Linked DNA regions of Mus musculus: all the other regions are linked to region 1. A link is a contact called in public promoter capture Hi-C data. All regions are on one chromosome and are shown on one strand. Each heading gives the region's core, a stretch centred on a gene start, on an enhancer-like site or on the middle of the called end of the contact. The rest is flanking DNA. Distances are from core to core; before and after follow the strand shown. Region 1 holds the start of Prmt9 (protein arginine methyltransferase 9). Region 2 overlaps Gm29895 (a long non-coding RNA gene). Region 3 has its middle 22 kb from the start of Gm29895.

Region 1 (4,841 bases), core at 709-3,208:
ACAAGGCCACACCCACTCCAACGAAACCACACCTCTTAATAGTGCCATCCCTGGGCTAAGCCTATTCAAACCATCACCAGAGGTTATTTCTGAGTACGGTTTTAGGGAACACAATCCTTTATAGTAAGAAGGCAGGGGTTGCAAGAACCAGAGATAGCTGATCTCATCGAACTGCCAAGCAGAAGAAAGAGAGTTGGATAAGCCTACTAAACCCCAAGGCTGGACTCCAGTGATCCAATTTCTCCCCGGAAACTCTACTATCTTCCCAAATAGCACCACCAGTTCGGGACCAAGTGTTCAAACAAACACCACTCTCTCTCTCTTAGTTTCTTTTCCTGTTGCTGTGATAAAAGACTCCGACAAAAGCAATTTAAGGGAGAAAGAGATTGTAGGGAAGCCAGAGCAGCAGTCGCTGGTCAAATCATTGTCACAGTCAGGAAGCAGAGGGTGCTGGGTATACACTGTTGCTGGGTTTTCTTTCTCCACTAATACAGTCCAGGATGGCAGCCAGGGAAAGGTGTTTACCCACAGTAGGTAAGTTTTTCTACCCCAATTAAAGCAATCAAGATAATCACCCACAGCTATGACCAAAGGTTGGACTCTGGGTGAGTCTAGATTCTGTAACATTGCAAACCAAAGTCTCTGTCAAGGACTGGGCTGTGTCTCTCTACCCAGCCTCAGTCTATCACCTCTAAATTATACAGGATGCAAATAACATTATACATCTTTGGTTAAATGTTTACGGGAGTAATAACATTTTTTAAGGTTTAGATAATTTCTAAATGTTTCTAGATAATGCCAATTAATTACATTAACTATGTATATATAAGTAAAATGCTTTTCTAGATTATTACATTGTATAGTTAGAGCACCCTTATGAATTAAGCCAGGAAGAGAGCTTTATTAGGTCTGTCTGAATGTCTCAAGGGAGGGATGCTAGACTGGAACGAGAAAACCCTTCCCACAAGCCAATTAGTCTTTATGTTCTACTCAGTTCCATTAGGTATAGAGGCCTGCCTCTGTATTTCCATCTCACTAAATACTGTATAGTTAAATCCTACATTGCTTAATACACAAAGCATCAAACAAGGACGATATGAATAGCTAGGAAAATACATAGGCAAAATTAAAGAGCAGGAGAAACACTTTTCATCAAGTGCAAGATATATTAAAATTGTCGTTCTGTACATATTCAAATAATTGTGATTAGTTCCTGTCTTCGAAGACCTTTCTTAGGTACATAGGTATCTGCTTACAAGAGTGGATCAGACAATAAGATACTAGAGAAAGCAAAAAGACACATAAAGGATGGACTTGGGAGAACTGGAGAATTTTAGCTTAATATCCAAAATGGTGTATCCTCCATTTCACATTGTTAACCACTGTATGCACCGCTAATCTCTTCAAAATGGGAACAAAAAATAGCTTTCGCTATAATTTCTATACATTGCTTTAAAAGTTTGGATTTATATCTTAGAGGCCACACTTGACATCAGTCTTCTTTGTTAATGTGCATGTCATCAGGAAATTCAGACTCGGCCGTACCCATCCCACTGTTCAACCTTGAAGCAGTTCTCCGTGATGGCCTTTTCCTTTTTTTTTTAGAGTGTGATCCCAAGTTCCACCTCACTGAGTTTTGTGAGAATACTTAATACTAGGAGAGTACACAGTGATTAATTTAAGGAGCTTTTATTTCGTTTTGCAGTAGTGAGTCTGGTGCGATGAGATTCAGAAGGCCTGGAGCTTCGCACAAGCAGGACTAGAGCAGGGTTTGGAATTCGCAGCCGCACTCTCCAGGAGGCAGAGAGAGGGTGGAAACCTTTGGTTGCAGTCTGCCAAAAAACCCCATTCCAGAAAATGACTTTACAGCCTAGTACTCCAAGACCATAGTGGGCCGCGGGGCGCTCCCTGGTGTGACGTCATCACAGCGCTTCGCCGCAGGATGCGCGCGCAGCCCTGTCCGCCGCTGGGAAGGCGGGGCTTCCTGCTGTGTGCACCCAGTGCCTCTGTGCGTCCAGTTGCTGCGACCGGCCCAGGGAAGCGCGCCGTGGAGACTCTTTTCCCGGACGAGGCCATCCTCCTTCGTGGGCTTCCGAGCGAGACTTATCCATGCCGAACTCGAGGCCCAGGCCCCGCCGGGGCGCCGGGGGTGGCGCAGGTGCGGCCGGCCGGGACCGGCTGGTGGCACGGTCCTTGCAGAGTGCTGAGCACTGTCTAGGTGACCAGGACTTCGGCACTGCTTATGCCCATTACCTTCTGGTGCTCAGCCTGGCGCCAGAGCTAAAAGACGACGTGAAGGTGAGGCCTTATTTTTTTCAGTGGCTAGCAAATCCTGTGATCTGAGCAGGAACAACAGGGTATGGTGTGTGTGTGTGTGTGTGTGTGTGTGTGTAACAGAGACGAGAGACAGGGAGAGACAGAGACACCGAGACATACAGAGACAGAGACGGACTCTCCAAGCATCGAATTACTATAGCCTACAGCCCATCTCAATACAGCCAGGTTTTAGTAACAAAAGTCAAAAGTTGTCACACATCTGTTTCAAAATTTCTGCCTCACTTAAGATTCCAAAGGCCTTTTAAATGGGATAGGACTGGGTAGTTCTTTTTCCCCTCCAGTATCTAATTTAAATTAGCCCTGCCTTGTAGGCGTTGCATTATCTTGTGTAGAAAGAATGCTGTGTATCCTGAGGTTGGATAAAGTGTTCAGTCATAAGGAACTTTTAATATTTGTTGATTCGTCTTACTTGCATCAGTTAACCGGTTGAACTACTGTATTTTTTTTTTTTAATGTTAGAATCTCAATTTCAAAAAGTAACTTAATTGCATATACAGTTTTAAGCTGTGGACAGTCTTGCTTTGTTTAGTCCAGAGTTTCTCAACCTGACACTGGTGACATTTTGCACCAGACAGTCCTGTGTCTTCCTTCCTGTTTCACAGCACGGTTTGTCCTCTGCCCACTAGATGTCAGTAGCATTAGGCTTTTGTAGTCCAAAGAAATTTCAGGACCTGTTGGTTTACTTGGAAATATGCTAGTATGTTGGGTCGTTTGTTCCTCTGTGTAGAAAGTAGTAGAATAGTGTGTGTTCCTCTGTGTAGACAGTAGTAGAATAGTGTGTGTTCCTCTATGCAGACAGCAGTAGAATAGTGTGTGTTCCTCTGTGTAGACAGCAGTAGAATAGTGTGTGTTCCTCTGTGTAGACAGCAGTAGAATAGTGTGTGTTCCTCTATGCAGACAGCAGTAGAATAGTGTGTGTTCCTCTATGCAGACAGCAGTAGAATAGTGTGTGTTCCTCTGTGTAGACAGCAGTAGAATAGTGTGTGTTCCTCTATGCAGACAGCAGTAGAATAGTGTGTGTTCCTCTGTGCAGACAGCTGTAGATAGTGTGTGTTCCTCTGTGTAGACAGCAGTAGAATAGTGTGTGTTCCTCTGTGTAGACAGCAGTAGAATAGTGTGTGTTCCTCTGTGTAGACAGCAGTAGAATAGTGTGTGTTCCTCTGTGTAGAAGACAGCAGTAGAATAGTGTGTGTTCCTCTGTGTAGACAGCAGTAGAATAGTGTGTGTTCCTCTGTGTAGACAGCAGTAGAATAGTGTGTGTTCCTCTGTATAGACAGCAGTAGAATAGTGTGTGTTCCTCTGTGTAGACAGCAGTAGAATAGTGTGTCTGTTTTCTGACAAGGGACTGAGGTGCATATTTTACATATCAAAGTGGATCTGGCCTCCAGGTTCTCCCAGCATCCCTCAGTCTCTATCTGGCATATCCTGCCCCCAACCCTGAACTTTCCAGCCCAGAGGCTGGGCTGCCCCTTCCCCAGAGGCTCTTCCCTATATAACCTAGACATTTTGGTCCCCTCCCCCTTCTCCTCCTTCTCTCTCTGCTCCTAAACCCTTTCTTTCGTTCCTCTTCCCACCATCCCCATGGCAGCTTCCCTGGCCTCCTTCCTTGGGGCCAGTGAACTCGCCCACCTGAGAGCAGCTTCCCAATAAACCTACATTTGATTAATCTAACCTGGTTTGAGTTGGCACATTTCACTGGGAGAGAAATAACTTATCATAGTGGACCAACACAATTCTTTGCACAGTTCTAGCTGCTGCTTCTGAGAACAGACAAGATAAATAGTGTGTGTTGAAAATACATATAAAATTTGGTTGCATGTAGATCATCAGTGGAGTGCTTGTGTTGGTAAAATTTTATTCAGGGGAATACATAAGCTGTACCTGCCCTTCCTCCTAAAATCTCACAGACAGACAGACAGGTCTCTGCAGGAAGCGGTGAGCTCACTGGGCTTACTTACAGAGGACAGATGAGGGGTTATTTACTGGAGTGTGAACGCTCCTACTTCAAAAGGCTGCACTGGAAAGCCTTTACTGAGCAGGGATAACTTTATAGTCAAGAATAGAAGGGGTTACTGGGACAATTGATGCTGGTTAGCTGGAGTGAAGAAATTAGCGGTGGTTAAGAAGAGACTAGTAAAGTGGAAATTTATGGTTTCTTTGGGGACTCAGTTATGTCATGTGATGTTTTGCTGAAGCAGACACAGGAGAGAGGATGTTTTGCTGAAGCAGACTCATGAAAGCTGCGGGGAGATTAGAAAGAATATAAATATGACCACACAGACAGTGTGATGGAAGCTCTTGCATTGGTTCACCTTGCACTGTGCCACTTGTCGTGATTTCGTAAAGAATATCCCACCAAAGACCTTCCCATCATATTCTGGCTGCTTCTTGTTGCTTCTATGGACTGCTGCTGAGCCTATGGACTGCAGAGCCTTATGGTTTCTTCTGAACTGAACTGCTACTGCTGGTTCGTGTTTGGTGTTTGTCAAGTAGACTGGACTGCT
Region 2 (4,841 bases), core at 1,008-3,507, 510 kb after region 1:
AGGACAGCCTGAGATAAGAAGCAAAAGCCTGATTTAAACAAACAAAATCTCCATCAAGGCTTCCAGTGGTTTCCAGTGAGAAGACAACGCGGGATCCTTCCAGGAAAACAGGACGTCAGTTCTCCAGTCTAACATCCAGCAAGTTGAAACTTGTATTAAACTAGATTTCTCTTGCTGACACTACCAAATTTATATTTGTTTATTTGATATTTATGTGGGGAAAAATTTTTAAAAGTCACCCTTGAAGCCAGTTTTATAAAAATAACTTTTGATGAAAGTGCCTTGCAATGTGTACATTCCCATTTGTCATGAGAGAGAATATAAATAATTAAGAGGTAGAAAATGTACAGAAAATAAAAATATCCCTATGGTCATGAAGCCTACTCCCACAGTCCACACATGTGCTCTCACACATGTGCTAAGCTTTGGTTGGGTCACAGGCCAGAGCAGTGAACTGTGAAGGAAACAAGGGTAGCCTCCTCCTAATGGTGGTGGCCCTCTGGGATGCTGCCCGGCCCCCACCTCAGCTCACCAGTTAACCCTTAGCTGTTCAGCACCCACGCATCTGACAGACTTTTCCCACCACAGGAGTTTGTGTGTCCCGCTGGACTCAGCTGAGCTCCCACAATTATAAATAGATCTTTCTTGGGTCTTGGGAGGATCTAGAGGCACCAGAAATAGAGGAATTTGGGTTGGGGTGGGAACTTAAGGCCAGAAAGTGGCAAAGGTCTCAGGTACAAGGAGAATCGAGGCCTGTTGTTTGTTTTTTCTTTTTGTCTTTTTTCCTCAGAAGGCAATAGCTTGGGGCTCCTGGCGATATAATTATTAGCTGATTTTTAAGTATTTGTTATCTTAAATTATGTGTATGTGAGTGAGTTTGTGGGTGGGAATATGCCAGTGTCTACTGGGGCCAGAGGCATGTGACCCTTTTGGACTGTTAAAGGTAGGTATGGGCCTTCAGACAGGGGTCCTGGGAATCTAACACAGGTCCTCAGGAAGAGCACTGAGCACTCTTAACCACTGAGCCATCTTCCTACCCCTTAGTTATGTTGGATTTTATTAATTTTCTTTGTAATTTTCTGCCACTTTCAAATTTTTCGTTATACAAATTTTATTTATTAATTATTATATTAATTACTTAATTTGTGCATGTACAAATTGGGTGGGTGCCAGTGTGACCCATCCCCATGCGTGCGTGTGTGCGTGCGTGTGTGTGTGTGTGTGTGTGTGTGTGTGTGTGTGTGTGTGTGTAGATAGCTGGCATCATGGGATTGAACACATGTCATCAGACTTGGTTGCAAGCACCTTTAACTTCTGAGCCCTGTACATAAGTTTTAGAATAAGAAAAACTATTTTATAACCACAAGATAGAACTTATTTTCTTTCTTACATGAATCAATTTGTAGACCTTTTGAAGTAATAGTGTACATGTGTTGCTTGTTGGTAGTAGTGGGCAAGAATCACTGGTATATGAGGAGAGGGGAGTGGGAGACAGTCCGTGGGGAGGGAGTAGATGGGAGGGAGTGGGAGAGTCTGTGGGGAGGGAGTGGTCCATGGGGAGGGAGTGGTCTATGGGGAGGGAGTGGTCTATGGGGAGGGAGTGGTTCATGGGGAGGGAGTGGTCTATGGGGAGGGAGTGGACCATGGGAGGGAGTAGAGGAAAGGGCTTGCACGGGGAGAGTGTGCACCAGTGCTTTCCAAGCTATGTGTTGTATGAATCTCCAGATACCTTCACTTAGAAAGATCTCCAGAAGCTTCTGTGAGCAGTGGCCCAGCTTGGCATCTCATATGGAGTTTTCTTTCCAGAAATTACCTCTTACCCAGTCTAGATGCAACTGTTGTCAAGAGTCAGCACTTACTTGACCCAAGTTTGCTGTAGAAATCTTCCTTTCTTATTTATTTATTTTTCTGTCTTGGTATGTTATCTTTGATTAGCCTAGAACTTACTATGTACACCAGGCTGGTCTTGAACTCACTAATATCTAGCTGCCTAGGCCTCCTGAGTGCAGGGACAAAAGGCGCTCGCCACATCTGCCTTCATTTTTACTTACTTTCAATAGGGGAACTGAAAATTGAGATTCTTCTGGACTAGGAGCACCTTGTCGTTCTGCCTGCCCTAGAGGAGCCTAGTTCCCCTAACCACTTAATTCCCCTCTGCTTAAGGTAACCGGAAACGATTTTGCTGCCTGCAGTGAAAGGACTTGTGGGTAATTTGCCAAGAGACTGGAGTAACTCCGAGCTTATGCTTTTCTGGGAATTTATCCAACTCAAGTGAAGTAGGTTTATGTCATACTCAAACAACCTTGGGAAGGATCTGACTGATGAGGAGATACACCCCAAAGTCATGTGAGCTAACTGGTGGGCTAAGGTGTTCTTGAGGGGAACAGCCTGTGCTCCCCTGAGGAATGCAGAGCAGCTAGCTCCTTATGGATAACTTTCATGACTCTAACCAGTGAGCTTGACTTGGCTCCCATGATCAGAGGACAGAAAGGGCTCTACTGGGAACTTCTGCCTAGAGGTTCTATCCCAAGGCTTGCTTGTAGAATCTGGAGGGTAAGCATCTCCATATGCAAATGAAGAGAATCTTGGCATTGTACCATGGTTGCCCTGTCCCCTGGGGCTTTGTGTAGTCACCTTCTCCTGGATCCACACCCTTGTGGCCCTTCTTCAAAACTTCGTGTGCTCCCCATCCTGAATACTGGCTGTCTGCACACAAGAACGTATCTTAATCTGCATAGTGGCTCATTGGCTGTCATTTATCTTCCCCATCTCTACAGCATCCAGAAAATGCCTGCGGGTGATGGATCCTCAGAAAGCGTCCGTGCAAACGTGTACAGCTTTATAACCTTCCAAAAGCCCAAAGAACTTATGCTTTTCTTTCTGCTTCAGAATTCTGAAAAGAGAGGAATAAAGCTTACGCGATAGGACTTTAACACAAGCTTACATCTTCATCCGCACAGCACGAAGTGGCTTTACTTCCCTGGACTGTTTTGGGAATTCTCAAAGTTCCTCCTCTCCCTGTAGAGCTTTGGTTCTCAACCTTCCTAATGATGCACTCCTGTTAATACAATTCCTCGTGCTGTGGTGAACCCCCAACCATAAAATTATTTTGTTGATATGACATAATTATAATTTTGCTTCTGATTTGAATTGTAATGTACATACTTAACATGCAGGATATCTGATGGCGACCCACAGGTTGAGAACTAGAGGGGCTGGTGTCTGGGTTTTGGTCTGGGCCATGGGATCACCCAGTGTTCTTGATGGTAAGATTTTACTAGTGTGGAGTTTGCAGTACAATCCAACATCTGCTGAGTCCTGCATTGAGTCCCACCCTTCCCCCTGGTTATCCGCAAGGCATGCTTTCAACCTGTATTCGAGGTGCTCATAGCCTGGAGCAGCTACCGATTTCCTTTTCCTGCAGCTTCAGGCTACTTGAAAAATCTCCTGTGCCCATATCTTCAAGGCTTTTCCCCACTTTCTCCTCTATAAGTATCAGTGTCTCTGGTTTTATGTGGAGTTCCTTGATTCACTTACACTTGACCTTAGTACAAGGAGATAAGAATGGATCAATTTGCATTCTTCTACGTGATAACTGCTCATTTTGCCAGCACCATTTGTTGAAAATGCTGTCTTTTTTCCACTAGATGGTTTTAGCTCCCTTGTCAAAGATCAAGTGACCATAGGTGTGTGGGTTCATTTCTGGGTCTTCAGTTCTATTCCATTTTTGAATATACCTGTTTGTCACTGTACCAGTACCATGCAGTTTTTATCACAATTGCTCTGTAGTACAGCTTTAGGTCAGGCATGGTGATTCCACCAGAGGTTCTTTTATTGTTGAGAAGAGTTTTTGCATTATTCCACATGAATTTGCAAATTGCCCTTTCTAATTCATTGAAGAATTGAGTTGGAATTTTGATGGGGATTGCATTGAATTTGTAGATTGCTTTTGGCAAGATAGCCATTTTTACCATATTGATCCTGCCAATCCATGAGCATGGAAGATATGGGCACAGGGGAAATTTTCCTGAACAGAACAGCAATGGTTTGTGCTGTAAGATCAAGAATTGACAAATAGGACCTCATAAAATTGCAAAGCTTCTGTAAGGCAAAGGATACTCTCAATAAGGCAAAAAGGCCACCAACAGATTGGGAAAGGATCTTTACCTATCCTAAATCAGATAGGGGGCTAATATACTATATATATATATATATATATATATAAAGAACTCAAGAAGATGGACTCCAGAAAATAAAAAAAAACCTATTAAAAATGGGGTACAGAGCTAAACAAAGAATTCTCAAGTGAGGAATACCGAATGGCTGAGAAGCACCTGAAAAAATGTTCAGCATCCTTAATCATCAGGGAAATGCAAATCAAAACAATCCCGAGATTCCATATCACACCAGTCAGAATGGCTAAGATCAAAAATTCAGGTGATAGCAGATGCTGGCGTGGATGTGGAGAAAGAGGAACACTCCTTCATTGTTGGTGGGATTGCAAGCTTGTACAACCACTCTGGAAATCAGTCTGGCGGTTCCTCAGAAAATTAGACATAGTACTACTGGCAGATCCAGCAATTCCTCTCCTGTGCATAGACCTAGAAGATGTTCCAACTTGTAATAAGGACACATGCTCCACTATGTTCATAGCAGCCTTATTTATATTTGCCAGAAGCTGGAAAGAACCCAGATGTCCCTCAACAAAGGAATGGATACTGAAAATGTGGTACATTTACACAATGGAGTACTACTCAGCTCCTAAAAACAATGAATTCATGAAATTCTTAGGCAAATGGATGCATCTGGAGGATATCATCCTGAGTGAGGTAACCCAAACA
Region 3 (4,841 bases), core at 1,378-3,877, 470 kb after region 1:
AACAAAAAAACAAAAACAAAAAAACAAAAACCCCAAAAAACAGATCGTGTAGAGTCAACAATTAACATTGACCATCAAAGCTTCTTTAACCAGGTCTATAATTTTTCTTTTCATGATACTCTGTCAAGAATAGCAATTCTTGTGTGTATTCTATGCTTTTTCTTCTCACAAATACCTACTTGTGTATCATTACTATGTCAGTATTTTTACATCATTATAGTGAAAGATTGGGAATAGGCCAGCATTTTACTGAGAAGCTTTCTACTAAGCAGTAACTCATCAGACTCCTTAGGCTGCCTTTGTGGAAACCTGATCTCAGAAAAACACTGCCTCTCTAAGTCTATCACTTATAACACTGGAACCAGTTGACCTTGGTTTTTCTCTTGACTGATAAGTTTTCCATTATCTACTTTCTCTTGGAAATGATCTTACATGGCCTTTCCCTTATCTTGTAAAGCATATTTTGAACTGCTATCTCACCCAGTTTCTTTTTCTAGTTTTCTTTTCACCCCGTTGACTGGATAAAGAGGAAAATTGCCTAAGTAAGACTGAAACAAGTACAGCTCCCAGGGCTGGTGAGTGAAGGCAGTTCACAGCCCTGGGGACTTCTGTTCCCCAGTGCTCCAACCTCACATTCCATTCTGGTCATGATTTCCCTTGTTAATCCTGGCTCCAGATGAAACCTAGTTTAGAAGCCAAAGATTCATTAGGCACTTCTCCAGAGAGGCTCTGATTTTTGATAGCATGTATAATTGTCAATATATGTGCATGAGTTATCTGAATTGACTGTTTGCCAAGACGTGAGGGCAACATGTTTATTAATGGCATTTGAAACCTTATAAACTAATGACAATCTAGCAGAGCTTTACTTTAAATCACTGTGTAAAAAATTTTGCATTTTCTGCATGAGAAATTTTCTTCTTAAGGAGCATTTTGAAGAGATAATCCCAAGTATGACAAAGATACAAATAAGTGCCTGGTGACATTGATTTCCCCACAAGAAAAATCAACTACTCTGTGCATTTGTAAGTAACTGTGTTTTCCTAGGTTTAGTTTCTCAAGGCTCATGGTACAATCCCCAGACATCTCTCAGGATGTTCAAGCCCTGCTAGACCGTACCCAGTTGCACCTAATATCATATTCTAAAGCCTAACCCATTAGAAGCTGAAATAATTACCTGGTGCTCAGCTATGGTCTTGCCTACATGCCCCTTTGTGTATATATGCTTCATTCCTCATGGGTAAGGATACTAGAGGTGCTTGCATACACCAGCAAATTACATATGACCTTGCTCATGACCACTAAACAGAGTCAGAAGCAGGGCGTTAACAGAAAAGATATCATCTAGAGATAGTCATGGAGATAATCTCAAAAGAAGATTAAGAAAAAAAAAAGCTGAGGAGTCAAGGGAAAGGGATTTAGTCTTAGAGAAGGCTACCTTCAGGAGTCAGCTTCACAGCTAGAGGCAGGTAAAGGCTGCTGGGTATGCACGTTGGGAAAACATGCTCCCAGTGGCTCCTAAATGTAGTTAAACTCGCTGGTTTTTGTTCTTTCCAGGAAAGAAAGAAAAGGATAGGAACTAGGTAAGAAAGGAGGAGATGGTTTAATAGTGGGCATATAGAGCAGGATAAGAAGCTTTTGTTTAGTTTGAATGTTTTGAAGAGAATGGAGTCAGAAGACGAAAGACAGTCAAGAGGTCACTGCCCCTACACTCGCAAGAGTATTGCTTTTGTGACAGACTGTGATGAGCATTGGATAAGGCCTGTGTCCCCCTGCGAGTGCCCCTTGGAATGTGTATACCAAAGAGAAGACAGATGAGTGTAGAATTTCATGATTAAATATCGTTGGAAACCAGTGAACAACCTGTTCCCTCTTCAGAGCGCCCACGATGCACATCAAATCCTCACAGACTTTGGAAAGTAGCAGCGTGGTGGGGGGAGCTCTGAGGAGCACTTGGGAGCTTCCGAACAATCCTACTGACATCAATGGCCATCTTTCAAAAGCAACGGTCTTCTGAGCACCACGCCTGAGAAGCAATGGTTTTGAAAACTTTCCTCCTTTTTAATATCCTTGATGACTCTGGGATTTGAAAGCTGAGAAGCATTCTACCCAAGATTGACCGTCCCCAGTGTGGCAGGAAGTCACCATGGGAAACGTTTCAGAATGAAAGGGCCAGGAGTCAGTATTCTGTAATCCTGCTGGACCACAGAGGATGTCACATTCATTAATATTCAGTTATAGGAAGACTTTTCCATTAATATAGAAATTGTTATGAGAAGTAATTAGTGAGACTTTTTAACTGATACTTTATGGAAAACATCTAATATTTCATTTAAAAACAGACTAAACATAGTCTGTGTCCTCAGCTTTCTCTCTCTCTCTCTCTCTCTCTCTCTCTCTCTCTCTCTCTCTCTCTCTCTCTGGGTGAGGGAGAGAAGTGTGATTAACATTTGTTTAGGCTTTTACCCATACCATGGTTACAGGGTAAGGGTCAAATGTGTTCTCTCCAGCACTTATGGTTTTTTTTTTTAAAGACATTTAAGGAAAAGGCAGAGGCTGGGAGATCAGTGAGGGTGGAGGAGACCAAACTCTGTGAAATGCTTAACCTTTTAACATAGTTCAACAAAGTTTAGATTTCTGGCAAAACGCCTAGACTTTGTAAAGCTGCTCTCGGGCTGACCGGACCCTGGCACTTAAACTATTCTATCGTAAAAGCCCTTAGCAATGCGAAGGAAGGAAAGAAAGGAAAACAAGCACAGCTTAATGGCTTCAGTTGGGCTCACAGCACAGGGTGAGGCGTTCGAAAGGAGTGTTAACCAGAACCTAGGAACTTGAAGATTTATCAGCTACCTCTGCTAAGAGAACAAACCACAACCACAGGGAAAACAGGCTTGCCATGAAAGGAGAGGGAGATCTGAAGTATACATGACAAACCCAATCTGTCATGAATTAGAAAGAATTTGACTTTACAGAAGCATGGTGACTGACTGCCCTCATGGTGAACAGCCGGAGACACTGATCTAGGTGCACATGTCCTGGGCACGTAGTCTGAGAAGTTAGGTCTCCCAGAAATGCCTATTAAGGTTCAGTGGCTGCAAGCATGAGGGACAGTATCTTCGAGCCAGAGGAAATAGGGAATTTGTAAGCAGCTCAGGCTAGTCTCATCCTTCAGGACTGCCTGCTGGTGTTTCGTGTGACAGTTGTGTGTTCCTTTGAATTCCACAAGTTTCTCTGAAGTTTGTCATATGTTGGAATCAGTTGTAAATAAGAAAATGCAAGATGGTCATTTTGAAAATAATTACAGATAAATGGGAAACACAGTGTCCATGTGTGGTCCTCAGAAGGGATCTACATCTGGAGGAATGGACATCAATGAAAGAAGGATTGTTTAGAGGCTCCTGAGTTCCTCTCAGAGCGTCTTCCATTGCCCTAGTGCTTTTCAACGTCTGTGATGGTTTGATGTGCATTTTGGGAGCTCTGAAGCAGGAACTGTATTTGATCATGAAATTCTACACTCATCTGTCCTCTCTTTTGCTAGATTCTATCCTAGGGGACAGTTACTGGGGAACACCGGAATCATGCAATGCTTATCATAGTTTGTCTATGACATGGACACATGTCCTAATGTACATCCAAAAACAATAGGGAAAAAAATTAGACAGATAAAAAATGGAGACATTAAGAAATAGAAGTCAGCAGTTAAATGTGCTAGAAAAGTTAAGAATCTATTCACCTACAAAAAATTCAAGCACTTTGGCTCTGAACAATAAAAAGACTGAAGACAGGCAGTGTCTCTGTGTGTGCAAGCACATATGTGCATGCATACCTGTGTTAAAACATGCATATGCGCATGTGTCTGTGTGTGCATATGTCGGCATGTACATGTATGTATCTGTATGTGCTTGCGGGTATGATCATGTGTCTGTGTGTACTTGGGTGTCTGTGTGCATGAGTGTGTATACTGGGGTGTCTGTGCATGCATTTGTACAAGAGTTAGTGAGGGTACATGTACTTTCGCAGCTGACCTTGAACAGACGTCCTGGCCACCCTGGCCTTGTTTGTTATCCAGGCCTTGCCAGAGGACAATATGTTCCGAGGCACCTCATTTGTTACTAGTAGAGTTTGTTGCTTTTATTAGATTGATTCTTTCAATCCAACCCATGACGTAGGATATCAAAGCATTCTAAGTCATGGGCTCATTAAAGTGAGAGGTCACAGTGATAACTGCCATGGTTTTCCACTGTCTGGGCTCTTAGTGGGGATAAACAGTGGGTAGAGAGGCTCGGGCATGTTACCATACATATTCCTTGCTGGTTGGAATGTATTAAGAGGAGAGTCTTAATGAAAGATACACCAATGGCTACTTCATTTTTAGTCTGAAAACTACCAAGAAAACAAAACAAAGCCAAAGAAATTTGCTAGAAAATTATCCCTCCAAAAAGCAGCAGTGTTGTGGGTCTCTAGTTCATGTGAAACAAGTCCCACTGAGGGTGAGTTAACAGTAGCAACAAGATTCAATAAGGATGCCTTTTCATTATGTTTTTACTATAAAAATAGTTTGAGCTGCACTTTTCAAAATAGAGGCACTGCTCAGATTCCAATAATTCTAAACTTTCCTGTGAAATGCCCGGAGTTCTGGTAGTCTGAGTGTTCTGTCAGCGTGAGATCTGATTTATAGCATTGTACAAACTCTTGCTGCCTTTACCTTTTGGTATAATCCAGCTTAACTCTTACATGCTTTTATTATATTGGTTCCATTTCCCCCACTATTGAATCCATATCACAATTCCTCATGGGGTAGCAGTGATTTTCCCCAACGTCCAAAATTACTCGGTTATATG

What was found. Promoter capture Hi-C pulls out the DNA fragments that hold promoters and counts their contacts.
Region 2: a contact with region 1 is called in a promoter capture Hi-C map of 3T3-L1-derived adipocytes, with 5 times the contacts expected there. The contact joins the enhancer-like site here to the promoter of Prmt9 in region 1. A contact is called at or near these places in 5 of 39 promoter capture datasets (the 3T3-L1 cell line, 3T3-L1-derived adipocytes, embryonic stem cells and 2 more), 1 of 484 Hi-C or Micro-C datasets (cortical neurons) and 1 of 115 datasets of contacts at active chromatin or transcription factors (craniofacial prominence).
Region 3: a contact with region 1 is called in a promoter capture Hi-C map of frontonasal cranial neural crest, with 2.9 times the contacts expected there. The contact joins the enhancer-like site here to the promoter of Prmt9 in region 1. A contact is called at or near these places in 6 of 39 promoter capture datasets (the 3T3-L1 cell line, cranial neural crest, embryonic stem cells and 3 more), 2 of 115 datasets of contacts at active chromatin or transcription factors (astrocytes and craniofacial prominence) and 1 of 9 other capture datasets (embryonic stem cells).

The regions. Positions count from the first base shown.
Region 1 is chr8:77,547,439-77,552,279 of GRCm38.p6, forward strand. Prmt9 (protein arginine methyltransferase 9) reads left to right here and starts at 1,959. Exons shown (of 12, transcript NM_001081240.3): 1 at 1,959-2,298. The coding sequence starts at 2,110.
Region 2 is chr8:78,055,269-78,060,109 of GRCm38.p6, forward strand. Gm29895 (a long non-coding RNA gene) reads left to right here. Exons shown (of 4, transcript XR_387791.3): 4 at 1-183. Among named protein-coding and RNA genes, the nearest start is that of Gm29895, 13 kb to the left of the region's middle. Within about 2 kb of position 2,258, at least 1 of the 459 cell types and tissues checked has an H3K27ac peak or open chromatin away from gene starts, as enhancers often do. A contact at or near this core is called in 3T3-L1-derived adipocytes, where this site is marked.
Region 3 is chr8:78,021,039-78,025,879 of GRCm38.p6, forward strand. No RefSeq gene overlaps it. Among named protein-coding and RNA genes, the nearest start is that of Gm29895, 22 kb to the right of the region's middle. Within about 2 kb of position 2,628, at least 33 of the 459 cell types and tissues checked have an H3K27ac peak or open chromatin away from gene starts, as enhancers often do.